Linked DNA regions of Callithrix jacchus: region 1 is linked to region 2. The links are chromatin contacts, called in public Hi-C maps. All regions are on one chromosome and are shown on one strand. The core of a region is the stretch at or near the end of the contact, and the rest is flanking DNA. Distances in the headings are between cores, read along the strand shown.

What was found. Hi-C and Micro-C count contacts between places; a contact is called where the count stands out from the background.
Region 1: a Hi-C map of skeletal muscle shows a contact between it and region 2, with 16 times the contacts expected there. The contact joins the enhancer-like site here to the promoter of BOD1 in region 2. A contact is called at or near these places in 2 of 3 Hi-C or Micro-C datasets (both in skeletal muscle).

What each region holds. Positions count from the first base shown.
Region 1 is chr2:66,794,542-66,798,892 of calJac240_pri, reverse strand. It overlaps LOC108590548 (a long non-coding RNA gene), which reads left to right. Exons shown (of 3, transcript XR_001910123.4): 3 at 1-776. Among named protein-coding and RNA genes, the nearest start is that of NSG2, 310 kb to the right of the region's middle. Within about 2 kb of position 1,547, at least 6 of the 16 cell types and tissues checked have an H3K27ac peak or open chromatin away from gene starts, as enhancers often do. A contact at or near this core is called in skeletal muscle, where this site is marked.
Region 2 is chr2:66,030,314-66,034,642 of calJac240_pri, reverse strand. BOD1 (biorientation of chromosomes in cell division 1) reads left to right here and starts at 1,587. Exons shown (of 3, transcript XM_017970946.4): 1 at 1,587-2,059. The coding sequence starts at 1,823.

The DNA.
Region 1 (4,351 bases), core at 298-2,797, 760 kb before region 2:
TAACCACATGCCCAGAGTCACACACACCTTGCAGATAGCAGAGCTCAGGTTCAAACCCAGGTCTGCCTAAGTCCCAGCTTTCCCCCACTGTGCAGTCCACATCCCCAGATCCTCTGAACACTGCCTCTCCAGCCAAGCCTACCGGGACTGAGACACACACTTTCTTCCCACAGCTGGGTCTCCAGCTCACTCCCTGAAGCTCCTGGGCAGGTGACAGTGGTGAGAGAAGTGGACCACAGAGTGAACACCCTCTGAAAATGGGCTCCACTCAGTCTGAATGCTAACCCAGGATCCGATTGTCAAGAGGAAAGGAAAATCCAAGGTTTCCCGGGAAATCTCCTGATTTTTCCATGTCGTCAGTTATGTTTTGTTTTGGGTCCTTGAGCCACTGTCCAGCCACTGCAGCACCCAAACACTGGCAGGAGCCAATGCGGATTGTCTGTTCCTATGGCCTAAGTCACGCCCCCCAAATTCCTATACTGAATCCCTAACCCCTAGTACTTCAAAATGTGACTGTATTTGGCGCTAGAAACTTTAAAGGGGTGATTAAGTTAAAATAAGGCCATCAGGGTGGGTCTTAATCCAAAATGACTGGGGTCCTTGTAAGAGGAGATTAGGACCCAGACAGGTACAGGAGGAAAGGCGTGAAGATGCGGTGAGAAGGCGGCCATGTGCAAGCAGAGGAGAGAGGCCTCTGCAGAAACCAACGCTGCTGATGCCTTCATGGCAGACTGTTCGCCTCCAGAACTGGGAGGAAATAAAGTTCTGTTTTTTATGCATTCCGTCTGTAATACTTTGTCACGGCTGCCCCAGCAAATGTCTTCATTCATTTCCTTCTTTCTTTCCTGCCCTTTCTCCCTCTTTCTCTCTCTCCCTCTCTTTCTCTCCTTCCTTCCTTCCTTTCCTTTTCTCTTTTCTTTCCCTCCTTTATTCCTTCTTCCTTCCACGCCTCCTCTCTCTCTCTGTCTCTTCCTCCTGTACCTGGTGGGACATAACATGACCAAATTAAAGAAGGACACGATGACTGCAGGGTGGATCTGGCAGACCGTGTGGGGAAAGGTGGTCCTGAGCACAGATCCACCCCACACGCTTCCGTGAGACATTCCACTCAGCTTCCTTCAGGGACCAGGGTGGTCTCTGCTTGAGAAGCGCGGGGGAGGTGGTGGTGGTGAAGGGGGAGGCCCGAGGGCATCTTCTCTACACTGATGGCTGCAGGGCAAGGTGTGTGGCGGGATGGGGGGACTCTTGCGAGCAGGGCTGAGGAGAGAATGGGAAAGGGAAAGAAGGGTGGGGAGGGAGGGGCAGGGGATGCCTGCCTCCCGCCCCCAAATCTCTAAAATTCTACTCAATCTCACAAAAGGGTGCGTGTGAGTGGATTTCTTAATAGTGCTGACAAAGGGTGAGGGGGAGACAAAGGCCCCGCCAGCTGGTGCAGGAACTGCGACGTGGCTGTGCGGGGAAACCGGGTGGGGCAAGCCCCAAGGAGGTTCGACCGGCTTCCAAGCCACGTGTGCACAAATAACCCCACAATCAGCGCCCCACACCCAGGGAACCGGTGCGGCCTTCCTCCCATTGCAGCAGCGGGAGACTGCATCTGAGCAGGCTGGGGAGCCGGGCCTCGCCGCCAGCGAGCGGCAGGGCTGGGACTGGATCCTCGGCTCCCCAGGCTCCCCGCGCGGCCCCGGCCTCCTGGCCATCCTCTCTGGAAGTCCGGGCTTCAGACTCTCCAGCAAGCCTGGGCCGCCAAAGCCGGGACCGCAAAACAAAGGAGCTCGCGTTTGCGGGGAGCCGCCTGGCCGCCAGGGGGCAGCGTGCGGCCATCGACGCCGCCGCGGGGCCGCCTCAATCCCGGCGCAGCCCGGCTCGCACCCCGCCCGCCCAGGCACCCGCATAGGCCCCCACGCCCCGGCTGCCGCCTGCGCCACTTCTGCCGCCCGCCTTTCCCTTTTCGACTGGCAGATCGGAAGCCGGCGGTCCCTCCGGGCCTCGCTCGAAGATCCGCCCACGCAGCCTTCCTCCGGCTTCCGCACGCAGACCCGCACCCTCCCCGCCCGCCCCTCCAGCAGCCCCCGCCCGCCCCTCCAGCAGCCCCCGCCCTGCAGCGGGTGAAAGTCTCCACAGCGTCCAGTGCAGCGCAGATGCAGATTCCAGCATCCCAGCGCCGTCTAGATGGAGCCCAGACACCTGCAGAAACAGGCGGGCTGCGCGGCCTCCTGGGCCGTGTCTGTCCCATGCTGGCCACACCGGGCTGGGGGCTGGGACCGTCCGTTTAGTTTACTGGATCTTTCTCCATCCGCCCACGGCAACCTCCTCGGGCCAGGACTACATCTGAGTCGCCCCTGTCCCCCGAGGCCCAGCTTGGTGCTTGCTGATCAAGCCCTTGTGGGTTCCCAGGGGTGCCCTTGGGTCCTGGGGGCTCCTCTCAGGCATGCCCACCCTCCCATGTTTCTCCTGGTCTGGGGCAGCTGTGCGTCAAGTCTTCTATACACCGAAGGGGGCCTCCTCTGCGACAACTTGGCAATCAGCAGAGCTGGGATGCTGCTGCAAACCCCAACCTCCTGTCCCAGCCCACAGGCCTCCTCACACACAGAGGAAAGAGTGTGCACTGCCCTGCACTGAAGCTTACAACCAGCTGGAAACTGTCCTTCCTGTGCCTTTCCTCATTTCACCTTCAAAAAGCCCCACAAAGTTGAAATGCTGCCACGCCCATTCCACAGATGAGGAAGCTGAGGCCCAGAGCTGGGGAAAGACCTGCACCAGCTCATCCTCTTGGGGGGCATCCCAGAGCTCTGCACTCTTCCTGGAACCCGCCCACCCCCATTTGCCCTCCCCTGCCCTCTGATTCTGAAGCATTCTCCTGCCCCCTCTCACAGCCCCCAGCCTGTTTCCTGAGAGGGTGACACAATATGTTCTCGTATAGTTTCTCATGACTGCCACTGCCTGTCTCCTCAATTCTGAGCGCCATCCAGGCAGGAGCCATGCTAATTTTGTTCACCATCCTATTCCTGCTCATAGCAGTTTGCCTGACACATAGTAGCTATTCAATGAAATGTGTTGAACGAATGACTGAAAATTCAAAACATCCTTGAGGGTGTATGTTATATCATCCCCATCCCCATCCCATGTTACAGATAAGGAATGAATCTGAGCTCCGAGTTAGAGCTGGAACTAAAAAGAAGGAAAATGTCTGATACCAATTAATCAAGAAGTCTATCAAAGTGTATTTGCTTAAAGGGTTTATAAAGATGAAATTACACATACGTATATTGCAAATACCTGGCGTGTGTTAATAACAGAAATGGAATGGACAAAGATAGTCAACTCTGTGAAAAGTACCATATGAAGGCAAAGGTGACGGAGGGAGGAGGCTTTGGAGTTTTTAGGTTGCTGTTACGGTAGGTGTGTTGTGAGCCAAGAACACAGCTGGAATTTGACCAAGTGGAGCAGAGAGCCAGGCTGAAGCTAAAATGTCCGGGCACTGTGTGGGCTTCCCTGGTCATGCCCCCTCCTCCTGCTAACGGAGTTATGAAAATGACACCAACAGACGGGTAAATAAAGTATTCTGTGGGACCCTGCCAGCCGGAGCCTTGCTAGCTACACCCAGAGGAGAGGCTGGGAGGGTTTGCAGTGAATTTGAGTTGCTCATGACCTGCCTGTGCTGAACGGTGGGTTTGGGGGCCTTACGAGCCCCCATGCCTGCTGAGGCACCCCCTTATACACTGCCCTGTAGAATCAGTTCAGACTGTCTCCATTTATGAGTGAGAGGAAATCATGGAGGGAGAGAAAGGGGTCAGCAAAGAGAGGGGACGTCACTGGCCTTGGCCTCACAGCAGGTGGTGGGGAAAGGGCACCCACCCAGGTCCACACAGCCACCTGGGCTGCAACCTGTGTCCCGAGACAAGGCAGGAGCTGAGTCCTAGCAGGCCTTGCCATCTCCAGCTGCAGTTCTGTGCCATGAATTATTCCTCCAGCACCAGGGACACCGTCCGAGCCTGGCCACACTGCTGGCTTTTAATTTACGATACTTCCCAACAGGAGGCTGCTGGAGGCCCAGCTGTGAGCCACTCGGGACAGCCCGCTGACCTCATGCCCTCTGCACATTTGTCAAGCCCACGGTGCAGGCCGGGCCCTGGGCTCAGAGCCCCATGAGCAGCCTCAGGGGAGACAAAAAAGCTGAATTGAGACTGCTGATCTGCCCCTTACTAGCTGTGTGATGTGGGAAAAACTACTTGGCCTCTCTGGGCACTTTTCCTCATTTGAGAAATGGACCAGCCACTCACAAGGTTTTGGTTTCATGTAGATGAGAATTGTATGTGAAATGGGAATATACCTGATGTCATCAAGGCAAAAA
Region 2 (4,329 bases), core at 338-2,837:
CTGACCCATTGTGAATGATTGAGCTGGTGTTAGAGGAGGAGTATAATCTAACACCTGAATATTTCTTTTGAGGGTTAATTTAAACTCTCTTGGCCAGCATGGTGGCTCACACCTGTAATTCCAGCACTTTGGTAGGTCCGGGTGGGTGGATTTGAGGTCAGAAGTTTTAGACTAGCCTGGCGAATATGATGAAACCCGTCTCTGATAAAAATACAAAAATTAGCCAGGTGTTGTGGTGCACACCAGTAATCTCAGCTGCTTGGGAGGCCCAAGCAGGAGACTTGCTTGAACCCAGGAGGCGGAGGGTGCAGTGAGCTGAGATTGCACCACTGAACTCCAGCCTGGGGGATAGAGTGAAACCCCATCTCAAAAAAAAATTTAAACTCTCTTAAGTTCTAAATGTTGGTGTGGAGAACATCCTGGATCTCTACCAATTCTGCATCTCCCCAGGAACCAAGGACATTGCAGAATTTGCTATTTACGTTCCCTCTATTCCCTCTATGTGTAAGATGAGGAAATAACAATAGCAGACATAATTGCTGAGGTTGGGAGCAATTATGGGAGCAATATGGGAGCAGGAGCTGAGCTAACAATAGGCAAAAGATGAAGGAAAGAGAGGATAATGGTGGCAGCTATGGGAGGTGAAACATGCAAGATATAGATCCTCAAAACCTGGGTTCAAATCCTACTCTTCTACCTCTGGGTATGTGATTAGGTTAACAAATTTTCTTCTGCCTCAATTTCTACATCTGTAAATAGCAATAACAGAAGTATGTATCTGCTATTTAGATTATTGCAAAGTAGTGTGTGTAAAGTGCATAGCATGACACCCGGCATTTTAAAATTATTCAATATTGGTGCATTATTATTGACAATAGTTAATATTTGGGAGGAAATCCACACACACACACACACACACATATATATATATATATATATACGAGAGACTTTTTTTTTTTTTTTTTTTGGAGACAGAGTTTCCCTCTTGTTTACCCAGGCTGGAGTGCAATGGCGCGATCTCGGCTCACCGCAACTTCCGCCTTCTGGGTTCAGGCAATTATCCTGCCTCAGCCTCCTGAGTGGCTGGGATTACAGGCACGCGCCACCATGCCCAGCTAATTTTTTGTATTTTTAGTAGAGACGGGGTTTCACCATGTTGACCAGGATGGTCTCGATCTCTTGACCTCGTAAGTGGGAGTGCATGCGAAAAGCACGGATTCCTAGGTTTCGACCCATAAATACTGGATCAAAATCTTTAAGATATCATCCTGGTTATCTATACTTTTAATCAGCTCCACAGATGACTGATAAAATCATGCGCTGCTGGGATGTGTTGATGAATGGGGTCTGCAGAGTGGGCGGGGAAGGCCCGGCGATTTGCCGCGCTCACGAGGCCTGCGCCTACAATTCCCATACTGCCCTCGCGAAATCGCGGCGAGCAACCCGAGGCCTGCCGGAAGTTGTAGTTTCCTTTGGCCAGGGTGCTGCCTATAAGGAATACCGGCGATGGCTAGAGAAAACTTCCCGCCCCACAATGCAAAGGTCAACGATGACGCCATCTGGGGCGCGCCTGGAATCGAGCAGGCAGTTTCTGCCGCGTCTACCACAACCTCTGCAGCCTCCGAGCTGGCCGTCACCCCCGCCGCCCCCACCACCGCCCCCGCCGTCATCGCCGCCGCCGCCGCCGCCGCCACCACCACCACCGTCATCTCCGCCGCTGCCTCCTAGGGGCCCGCCCCCTTCGCCGCCTCTACACATTCTAGACCTTCTGTCCTGGAGAATAAGCTATAGTCGGTCTGCCTTGTGGGCCCGGGGCGCAGCCATGGCGGACGGCGGCGGCGGCGGGGGAACGGGCGCGGTGGGCGGCGGCGGAGCTGGCCAGGCCTCTGCCGGGGCAGCAACGGGCGCTACTGGGGCCAGCGGAGGCGGTGGCCCCATCAACCCCGCCTCGCTGCCTCCCGGCGACCCGCAGCTCATCGCTCTCATCGTGGAGCAGCTCAAGAGCCGGGGCCTCTTTGACAGCTTCCGCCGGGACTGCCTGGCCGACGTGGACACAAAGGTAGCTGAGGCCGCCTGGGCTGAGGGGAGCGGGGCTGCGCTTGAGGCTGCCGGGTTGCAGCTTTGATTTTCGAAAGCCGAGAGCAAAATAAAAGATTGCTTTAAAAAATCTCAGCAGTGAGGTCCTACTCCGCTTGGGGCAGTACGGAGACCTTTCTGAGCGATGCACACGTGGGTTTCCTGCCTCGTTATTTACTACTAGCTGTGATTTTAACCATTCGCTTTTCCAAACTTGGGGTTTCAATGTGGGTTTTAGAGCCTAGACTCTATCATTCCCAAGATGGAACTCCTCAGGGCCCCTTAATAACGAACTTCGCAACCAAGTAGATAAGCAAAAGTGCTTTAGAATTTCCATCTGTTCCGTACTCACCACTGAGAAGCTAACATTAAACAATGATTTGAACACACAGTCATCACCATTTTATAGCCATCTATTCCTTTTTTCTAGCTGTGTTTTGCAGACTTTAGTGCGCCGTTGAATTGAGGTAAACTGTAGAAAGAGCACGCTTATTCTGCACTTCATCATTGATTAAAGGGGATTTGGAGCCTAGATCCTAATGCCATAGTCGGTCCCATCGGTAAAACGCTTTCATTTTACCTGCCAGGGTGGTTTGGATTCAATGAAATAATGGGTGCTAAGTGTCAGACATACAGTAGTCGCTGGAATGTTAAGTTTCTCCCTTTTCGAAACTCCACGACTGTGGTTTTAGGTTAAGGAGACTTGTCACTGACTGGACTCCTACAGGGTAGAGATTTCTCCTACCAGAGCTGTCATGGAAACATTTTGCTTACCTCACAGCAAGACCGAGCTTAGAATTAGACCTTGGGCCGGGCACGGTGGCTCAAGCCTGTAATCCCAGCACTTTGGGAGGCCGAGTCTGGTGGATCACGAGGTCAACAGATCGAGACCATCCTGGTCGACATGGTGAAACCCCGTCTCTACTAACAATACAAAAAATTAGCCGGGCATGGTGGCGCGTGCCTGTAATCCCAGCTACTCAGGAGGCTGAGGCGGGAGAATTGCCTGAACCCAGGAGGCGGAGGTTGCGGTGAGCCGAGATCGCGCCATTGCACTCCAGCCTGGGTAACAAGAGCGAAACTCCGTCTCAAAAAAAAAAGAATTAGACCTTAAGATAGGATAAAACCTCGTCTGTTTATTCGTTGAACGTTTATTGGCCTACAGTTGCCAAGCTATATGAGTACAGGAGCAAGTAAGTCACTACTCGGCCCTCAAAGCTTAGAGTCTGGGGTAGAAAACTGACATGTAAACCGGGTAGTAAATCATATGTAGAGAGAGAGAGAGTGGTATACACTGTTACTTCTCCAAAATGAAAAGCCCAACTCGAAATGGCCTTGAAACAAAGTAATTTGTTCAATGCATACACATCCCAGATATGTATTGACAGCTTTCACCCTAGGACAAGTTCTCATTCAGATTTCTTATATTCCATTTGGTTTTGTGTGGCTTAATCAATGTGTGCCTGTGATTTTAAAACAAAAACGATTTTTGTTAGCCCACCCCATCCAAGGCTTTGCTTTCTGTGGTTTCATTTGCCCAGTTGTTGCAATATGGAAGTATTTGTGTTCAGGTAGCCCTTATTTTACTTCATAGTGGTCCCCAGAGAAATTCATGCGTAGTGTATATAGGGTTTAGTACTACCTGAGATTTCAGATACCCACTGGGGGTCTTGGAATGTATTCCCTGAGAGGGAATGTAGTACTATTTTGAGCGGACCAGTAGTGGTTGGAACCTTCCCATGTGCAGCTCCTTAGCTGTTCCTTCTGGGAATTACAGGTTTTAATTCTTGAAAATAGTGTTTTTTCAAGCATATCTTATCTGAGACCTTGTTGCTGTAGTCAAGTGGTTCTCAGAGTGTGGTGCTTGGATTAGCAACATCAGCATCACCTGAGAACTTGTTAGAAACGCACATTTTGGGCCCCACTCCAGACTGCTGAAGTATTTAGGGGAAATAGAACAGATGTCTATAATTTACTTTGCAGTGTATCCCAAAACAAATAGAATAAACTGAAAAGTGAACAGATGATGGGGTGGGTAGTAACACTAAAACGTTATGGGTGGGCTCATGAGTTTCTTTGACTTCATGAACTGAGATTATTCTGTATCACCTGGGTTTGTTACATGTTTTGGTAGTGATGTTCACTGTCCTTTGTCCTTTTTCAGTAAAAAGTTGGTATCATCTCAAACCAGATGAGTTATTTTTAGTAGAAGGTATGGTATCAGGATTTATGCTTACAGGGGACAAAAATCAT